2 separate regions of the Cyprinus carpio genome follow, and region 2 is linked to region 1. The links are chromatin contacts, called in public Hi-C maps. All regions are on one chromosome and are shown on one strand. The core of a region is the stretch at or near the end of the contact, and the rest is flanking DNA. Distances in the headings are between cores, read along the strand shown. Region 1 holds the start of LOC109062446 (carbonic anhydrase-related protein-like). Region 2 has its middle 4.3 kb from the start of trnak-cuu.

What was found. Hi-C and Micro-C count contacts between places; a contact is called where the count stands out from the background.
Region 2: a Hi-C map of red blood cells shows a contact between it and region 1, with 2.4 times the contacts expected there. The contact joins the enhancer-like site here to the promoter of LOC109062446 in region 1. A contact is called at or near these places in 6 of 8 Hi-C or Micro-C datasets (liver, red blood cells and skeletal muscle).

The regions. Positions count from the first base shown.
Region 1 is chrA2:11,130,980-11,134,475 of ASM1834038v1, forward strand. It overlaps LOC109062446 (carbonic anhydrase-related protein-like), which reads right to left and starts at 1,841. Exons shown (of 9, transcript XM_042772557.1): 1 at 1,254-1,841; 2 at 181-372. The coding sequence starts at 1,326.
Region 2 is chrA2:11,221,074-11,224,797 of ASM1834038v1, forward strand. No RefSeq gene overlaps it. Among protein-coding and RNA genes, the nearest start is that of trnak-cuu, 4.3 kb to the right of the region's middle. Within about 2 kb of position 2,423, at least 3 of the 8 cell types and tissues checked have an H3K27ac peak or open chromatin away from gene starts, as enhancers often do.

The sequences.
Region 1 (3,496 bases), core at 591-3,090:
GTTTTTCTGTCCTTTTTGGAACTTGAAAGTTGAAGTCAATTGTAGTTAAAATAAATCTATTTTGGTGTTCAAATGTTGGTAAACAAGGCAAAAAGATGAGAAAATAAATGGCAGAATTTTCATTTTTAGTGAACTATTCCTTTACATTCAAACATAGAGAGAACTTTCAGCATGTTATACCTGATTTGGACTTGAGCATGATCCTCACAGTGTGACCGTCATTAATGACTTCACAGTCCCTGCAAACAACATAGTTGGGGTTAAGCCCCACCTCCAGGAGCCGCGGGTCATAGCGGGCCTCCCTAGAGTTAAGGTTTATGGGGGACTGGTACTCTCCATTTGCCTCGGGAAACAGAAGACCCCATTCAACACCTGGATTTATTCACAAAAGACACATTTTTTTGATTCAGTCAACCTTATAATGATGATAGCATTTTATTCTAATGCAGTTATCAAAGCATACTTATCTTGCTTTTGAGTGGATAACACTGTCCTTGTTCATGACCCACTGATCAACCTTGAAACTTTTGCACCAATCAAACTTTTTCACCATGATACTTTGTGTCAATTTAGTTGTGCATAGACATAAAATATTTGGCCTTGCCACAGATAATAAACAGTGGTCCATTTTTTTTGTCCCAGTGTTAAAACTAAATGAAGGCCGCCAGAGTTCCAGTGTCTCAAAGTCATTACTGGGGTGTCCAACAGGAATAGCAGACACAGGGGGATACAGGATGTACTCATTTTTTCCCTCTACCGCTATTCATCTCACCCTGTCTATTAATCACTCCTCTCTCTTATTTTTTTACTATTCACAATGTAAATATCTTATCTTAAATCTCACTACTAAAGAACACATTATATTATAAATGAATGCTTAGACATAAATAAACTACTGTCTTCACAAAAAGAACAATCTTGGTTTGAATACAGTTTTAAATGACTTTTTCCCTCTGCTTTTTTCCACATAATAAACATGCATTATTCAATTATGCTTAAAATATTTATTTTTTATTTATGTATTTATTTAATAAACACACTTTACAAGTTAAAAATATAGATTGCTGGTTCAAAAAAAAAAAAAAAAAATCTGAAGTGGTTATTATTGACCACAAAAAGCACAGACATTTTTGTCTGTGTATTTAAAGAATCGTTTTTGTTTTTATAGTAATTCCTGATCATGGGTATGACAATAAAGTTTCATGTTTCACAAAGAGTAGAATTAGCCAGTCATTCTCTCACTGAATCCTTACCTTCTTCATAGCCCCAGTTCAGCTCATCTTTGCCAAGGTAGTTCTCGGTCTCCTCAATAACATTATCTGCCATGGCCACTGAATTACAGCTTTCAGAACAACTTATGTTATGTCCTGAGCAGATGGCAAAAACTAGTTCTTTCCAAACCTGTTTTCACGGTGAAGTCTTCCTCGTCGTTTGCTCACTTCCCATCCATAAAACATGAAGAAAGTGGTCTTTAACAACACAAGTGGAGGAGATTGAACTCAATAGCTTCAAAGACACAATGTCCACTCTGAGACTGCAGCCAACACAAACCAGTCGTCATTCCATTGAAGATGATGAGTATTCTTCTCCTGTTCTCTTCTATGAAAGTTGTCCTTTCTGTACCAACCAAAAGTAAGTTCACAAACTCACTCTATTAGCTACTATAGTCCACATGGTTCCCCCACAAGCCATCTGATTGGCTGCGTGCAGTGACTCTTAAGCCTCTGATGTAGCACCATAGAAACAGTCCAGCAGTCCAGCCTGGTTTACAGTCAGGCCACGGCAAGCACAGTGCACACTGGCAGGAATGCAGGAGTGATGTTGCTCTTGGAGAGTTCCTCCCACAATGGAGGAAATGGGTGTGGTTAAATAAAAAAAAACACCCACCCACAAGGGGGAGGGTGAAGAAGGAGAGACTGAAGAGAGGGAAGGTCTGTTATTGTTTGCTTTTCATATTACTGATGGTGTTTTTAAGGTAAGGATGAGAAGGGCCCATGTGGTGTTTTCCCAAGGCTGATGGTTATTATTCTTGCAAGTTATTTCCTGTTCACTGGTGAAACAAATGTCCAGAAACAGCTCTACCAACTTTTAAATTAGAAGTTTGCAGAAGACCTTGTTGTTTGTCAGCACAGTCAACTCTTATCTCGGTTCAACAATGCTAAATATTATTTTATCAGCTGGACAACAGTAGCTTGATTATGCTATCAAGAACAGTTTAAACTTCCATTAGATGGATGTATAAAAGTCTCCTGAATGCACTGATTGACCCAGATAAAATATTTTAACAACTGGAGGAAGTGAACACTATGCACATTGCCTTGAATTCTATACTTAGAAACTACTTTGACCCTAATTTTCTAAAATTAAAGACAGCACATTACACAAAAGTGCAATCACTACCTAATTAATTATAAGTAGGTCGTTTTACTCCCCAAAGCTCAGGGACTAGAACATGGTTGTCATGTGATCTCAGGATCCTCTATGTTAAATCTATATTTTATCAGATATTTTGGGAAATCTGAATTAGCAAGCATCAAAACAAGCATTTTATCAGGAAGGTGTTCTCTGGTATGGTGTTTGAGAATTTTGAATTCATTTGAATACTTTGAATAATTATTTCACTGAGTTCATAAGATTACAGCACTGACCTCTAGTGGACATTACAAGACATGACAATATCCTCAGAGACGAAGAATGTAAGTGGTTTGGTACAAAAAGCTACGATTAATAATAGAACGTGTCCATTTCTGACTCACCTTTGACCTTGCTTATGAAGCTAGAGGGGGCAAACAAATATACTAAATAATGTCTAAGATATCAATGCAGGATGACCATCAGGCCTGACTCTATTGAATCAGTGTGTTGTTAACTGCTGCAACAAATCATGCTGAATTCATAAATGAGCAGGACCATTGAAAAGAATTGGTTTTTAACTCCAAACTGTTGCTTCCAGCTAAAATATGAGTCATCTATCCATAATATTGCTTTCTTCAGTGAAAATGTTATTTTGTCTGACTCAGGAGAGAAATATGCACAGAACACTGTTTACAAGCAAAAACTGTATAAAACTGTTCTAAACAAATGTCAGTGGATTTTGATATGAGATTACAACATAGGATGGATCATATTTTGCCCAGAAGCAATGGTTTAAAGTTAAATCTCCTTAATGATGGATTTTTTACTTATAAACACAGTGCTTTTCACTTCACAAGACGTTAATTGGCGGACTGTAGCTGAGTGGATTACTTGTGAACTACTGTGATGTTTTTATCAGCTATTTGAACTCTCATTGTGATGGCACCCATTCACAACAGAGGATCCATTGGTGAACAAGTGATGTAATTCTACATTTCTCCAGATCTTTTCTGATGAAGAAAACTCATCTACATCTAGAATGGCCTAAGCTTGATTAAAATTTAACATTTTAATTTTTGGGTGAACTATTCCTTTAAGACTAAATGTGAATTAAGTCAAAAATATGGTACATAAGTCTATA
Region 2 (3,724 bases), core at 1,173-3,672, 91 kb after region 1:
GTTATTTACTCATCCTCATATCGTTTGAAACAGGGGCGGCGCTAGAGCCTTTTTAATGGGACACGAGCTCCAGTAATACTTCTGTGCCTCAGTGAAATCATCTGCCAATGGAGACCTTAAACCGAGAATAATTTCCCCTGATAATATTTCGGCAAAGTTTTCGATACGCTGTTTGGAATCAGAACTAAATGGCAGAATTGTAAATATATTAAAAAAGGTCTGAAAATGTAAGCAATTCAGTTTCATTCAGGCACACTGGTTTATTTTGTCTTAAGACAATAAATAAATAAATAAAACAAAAAGAAAAATAAATAAATAAAAAGAAAAGAAAGAAAGCACTTGATAGAAACAAACTTTCAAATGTCTTCTATTCTTTGTCAGAGATGAAGCTTCTCTTTATTGCACATATGGCTTGTGAATTACTCTGTACTGTAAACACAATTTATAGCCTATCCATAAGAGTTTTTTAAAAAGAGTCTTCCAAACCTTGCTGGAATCACAAAACGAGAAATTTATTATAATGTTCACGCTGCTCTATTCCAAACAACAAAAGTTAATTGTGACCAGGAGCTGGCAAGTTTCAAAAATGACTAAAAGCACCATGAAAGAATGGCTACTTAAACACTATATTCTAAGTCTTCTGAAAGTCACATCGTAGCTTTTTGTGAGAAAAGGTTTTGTGTGAATTTTAAATTCTTATTGAGAATATGCTCTGCAGCTCTCGAATATTACTTACAGTAATGGATATCCAAATATGTAACTGGTTCTTGTTCCTTTATTTGTGTGAAAAACAGCAGCATGAACATTTTGTCTAACATCTAATTTTGTATTTAATGTAAGAAAGGATTCTGCGTTGCCAGGTTTGGAACGACATGAGGTTGAGTAAATATTGACATAATTCTCATATTTGGGTGAAAATCCTAGAGGTTTAAACGTAAAAAAAAAAAAATGACACTGATGGCCACAAAACATATTTTACACCTGTGCATATGCAGAAAAGACAATCCCAATCTTAATCGGAGGATCCTGCTAGCTGGTCTGTGCTTACACACAGATGAGATGAAGACTGATTATTTAGCACAGGTATGATTCATCAGAAGCTATGTTGCCCAAAGTCAGTGTCTGTGAGCTATGTGGCCCCAGAGACGGGCTGTATTTCACTGTGAAATGAAACACTCGTGCGCTACACAAACACCCTCATTATAGCGTGATCGCCCAGGAAGATTTGCGGCAGAATGTTTTGCTCAACTTCTGCTGAAATGGGGGTGAAGGAGAGGAATGCATAACTTAACACATGACAGTTTCTCATCTCTGAGAGAAATTTATGTTAAATCCCCAAGTCTCAGCGTGATAAATTGTCCTGTTATTAGAAAGTGTAAACAAGACCATAAAGTCAGTGGTTCTGGGGGGTTGACTGTTCTAATGCTGTGCTAAATGCTAATAATAAAATGAACCTAACCCTACAATAATAAATAGTGAGGATAGAATCATAAATAGACTAATTAATGTTTTAAATGTCCGTATCTTTAATGTCAAAGTTTGTCAAAATATAGAATATGTTGGTGCAAATTCATTTGTCATTTAGTAGAAGCTCAAATTAAATAGATGCCAATATGTAAAGGTAGTTTACAAGCCCTCGTCCTTGTGATAATGATTTCATTAACAAAACTACACAAGAATTTAAAAAATGAAATCTTATCATATAAAGAAATTGTGTCTCTTCAGAACACTTGGATCAAACTGCTCAATACGTATGATTTCTTTTTATGATCTCTTTATGAATTTTAACTTAATACTCAAACTGTCAAAACAATATAATATAAAAAGTCCGTTTTTCAACCTATGCCATTTTAATGCAAATGATGGTTTATGTAGCTCATTGCGATATTAATATTTTAATGATTAATTTTACATACTTTTTTACATTTATTTTCATGCAATACACTATTTTTAATGGCTTTGGGGCCATCACTTGTCCAAAGTAAAATATGGGTTCTGAAGCAAATCCTGTTGAGAAGCTTGCAATACACTTCTTAGAATAAAACATCTTGGTAGTTTTCTTTGGTTTTTACTACTTTGCATTTGACCCCATTCATCTGTTCCTGTGTTCTGGCATCTTCTGCCGTTGTCTTTGACCAAGTGAGGCTGGTTTCCCTCCAGCTGCATCTCTTATCAGCATGAAACACAAACCCAGCCGTGAGTCTGGACTGCGTCTGTGCCCTGAGTTCTGGCTGCTGCCTGCACATAGACGCTCTACTGAGGCGGTTAAGAATCAACATCCAAACACTAGTCAGTACCGTCAACAATGCCACATCAAGTTTCCTTTTAACCTTTTACTGCACTCTTCAGAACAACCACGGTAGTAAATACCTTTCTAAATCACAAAGGAAGTTCTTTGAGGGTGTCTGCTACGAGAGACGTGTGGTTTGATGGCCTAGCGGCTCTTCGAGGACTGGAACAGCAGGTGTCTGTTGCTGTGATGCCACGCTGAGCAGTAAAGGTCACTTTTGATGGAGCTGGGCGCAAAAATATTGCATTTACTCTTTGCAGTCACGCACACAGGGGTGCCCATAGAAGTCTAAAGATAGAAGCAAAGGACACAGGGTTCCAATACATATAATTGACTGGACACGATCCTGATCTTAAACCAAACGTTCCCATCTCCTCTTCTGGTGAAGGACTCATTCATTTACAAGTGTTACCTGCCCAAAACTCTAGATTACCATGACAAAAGAGGAGCTCCAGCCCCCTCACAAGAGATTAGAAACTTAACTCGGTGGATCCTCCAGCAGTCAATTGGCCTGTGAGGGAGGACAATGCAGGAGGTGGTGGGGCTGTAATGTGTGGCACTGTGTCCTGCTGTTCTCCTTTTTGCCATGCTGACTAATGACCTTCCCCCCCTCCCCCAGCCCTCGCCTCCTCCTCTTCTTCCTCCTTCCGCCCCTCCCCCCGTGCCCTCTCACGCGATCCCCCATCCTCCCCGCTCCTCTCAGGGGTGGAGTCCAGCGGCCTGTGCTGCCAGAGAGGCGTCCATCACAGGCCTTTAGATTAGCCATAACGCCGCTCAGGACAAAAGAGCTCCTCCCCCCACACCGGCCTCCCCCTGTCCTGATGGCTAATGGAGGACAGTTCATGGATCTGCACTGATGCCACAGTCCTCCTTAGCAGATCTCTGTTTCTGAAATGACAAGCTGTGAAGCCTGACAAGATAAAAGAAGGCATAAAAGCCAAGTGATATTTAAAAAGCATAGAAATTACAAAGGTGAAAGCTTAATGTAGGCTCCCATAAAATGTTGATACAAATGCAAATGTCAAGAGTGATTCTGTAATCTCATTTGTTTTAGGGCCACTGTGAGAGAATTCATTCATACAGTAATATCTGGGCAAAGAGACTATTTCTCATCATTTGATCCCCTCTAAGTTCAGGCAGTTTTTTGTGTAATTCATTTCACCGTTACTATACATGTTGAGTGGTAAAATAAGCCCCTAGCTGCTTTCAGAAAGTGTTGACAGGGTAGATCACACAGAAGGCCAGGCTCACATGATAAAAATCACATGTAGGTATGAAAACTGATCTATCACACATTTATAGTTAAGTGTCAAAATCAGACTTGTAGGCTTGCGCTGTGAGTTAATATGCATTTTTTGCATGCTTATATGTATCCTTGCTTAAATATTTGTTGTTTTTCCTTACTAGTAAATCTGAACAGAGCCAGGCTGAGGA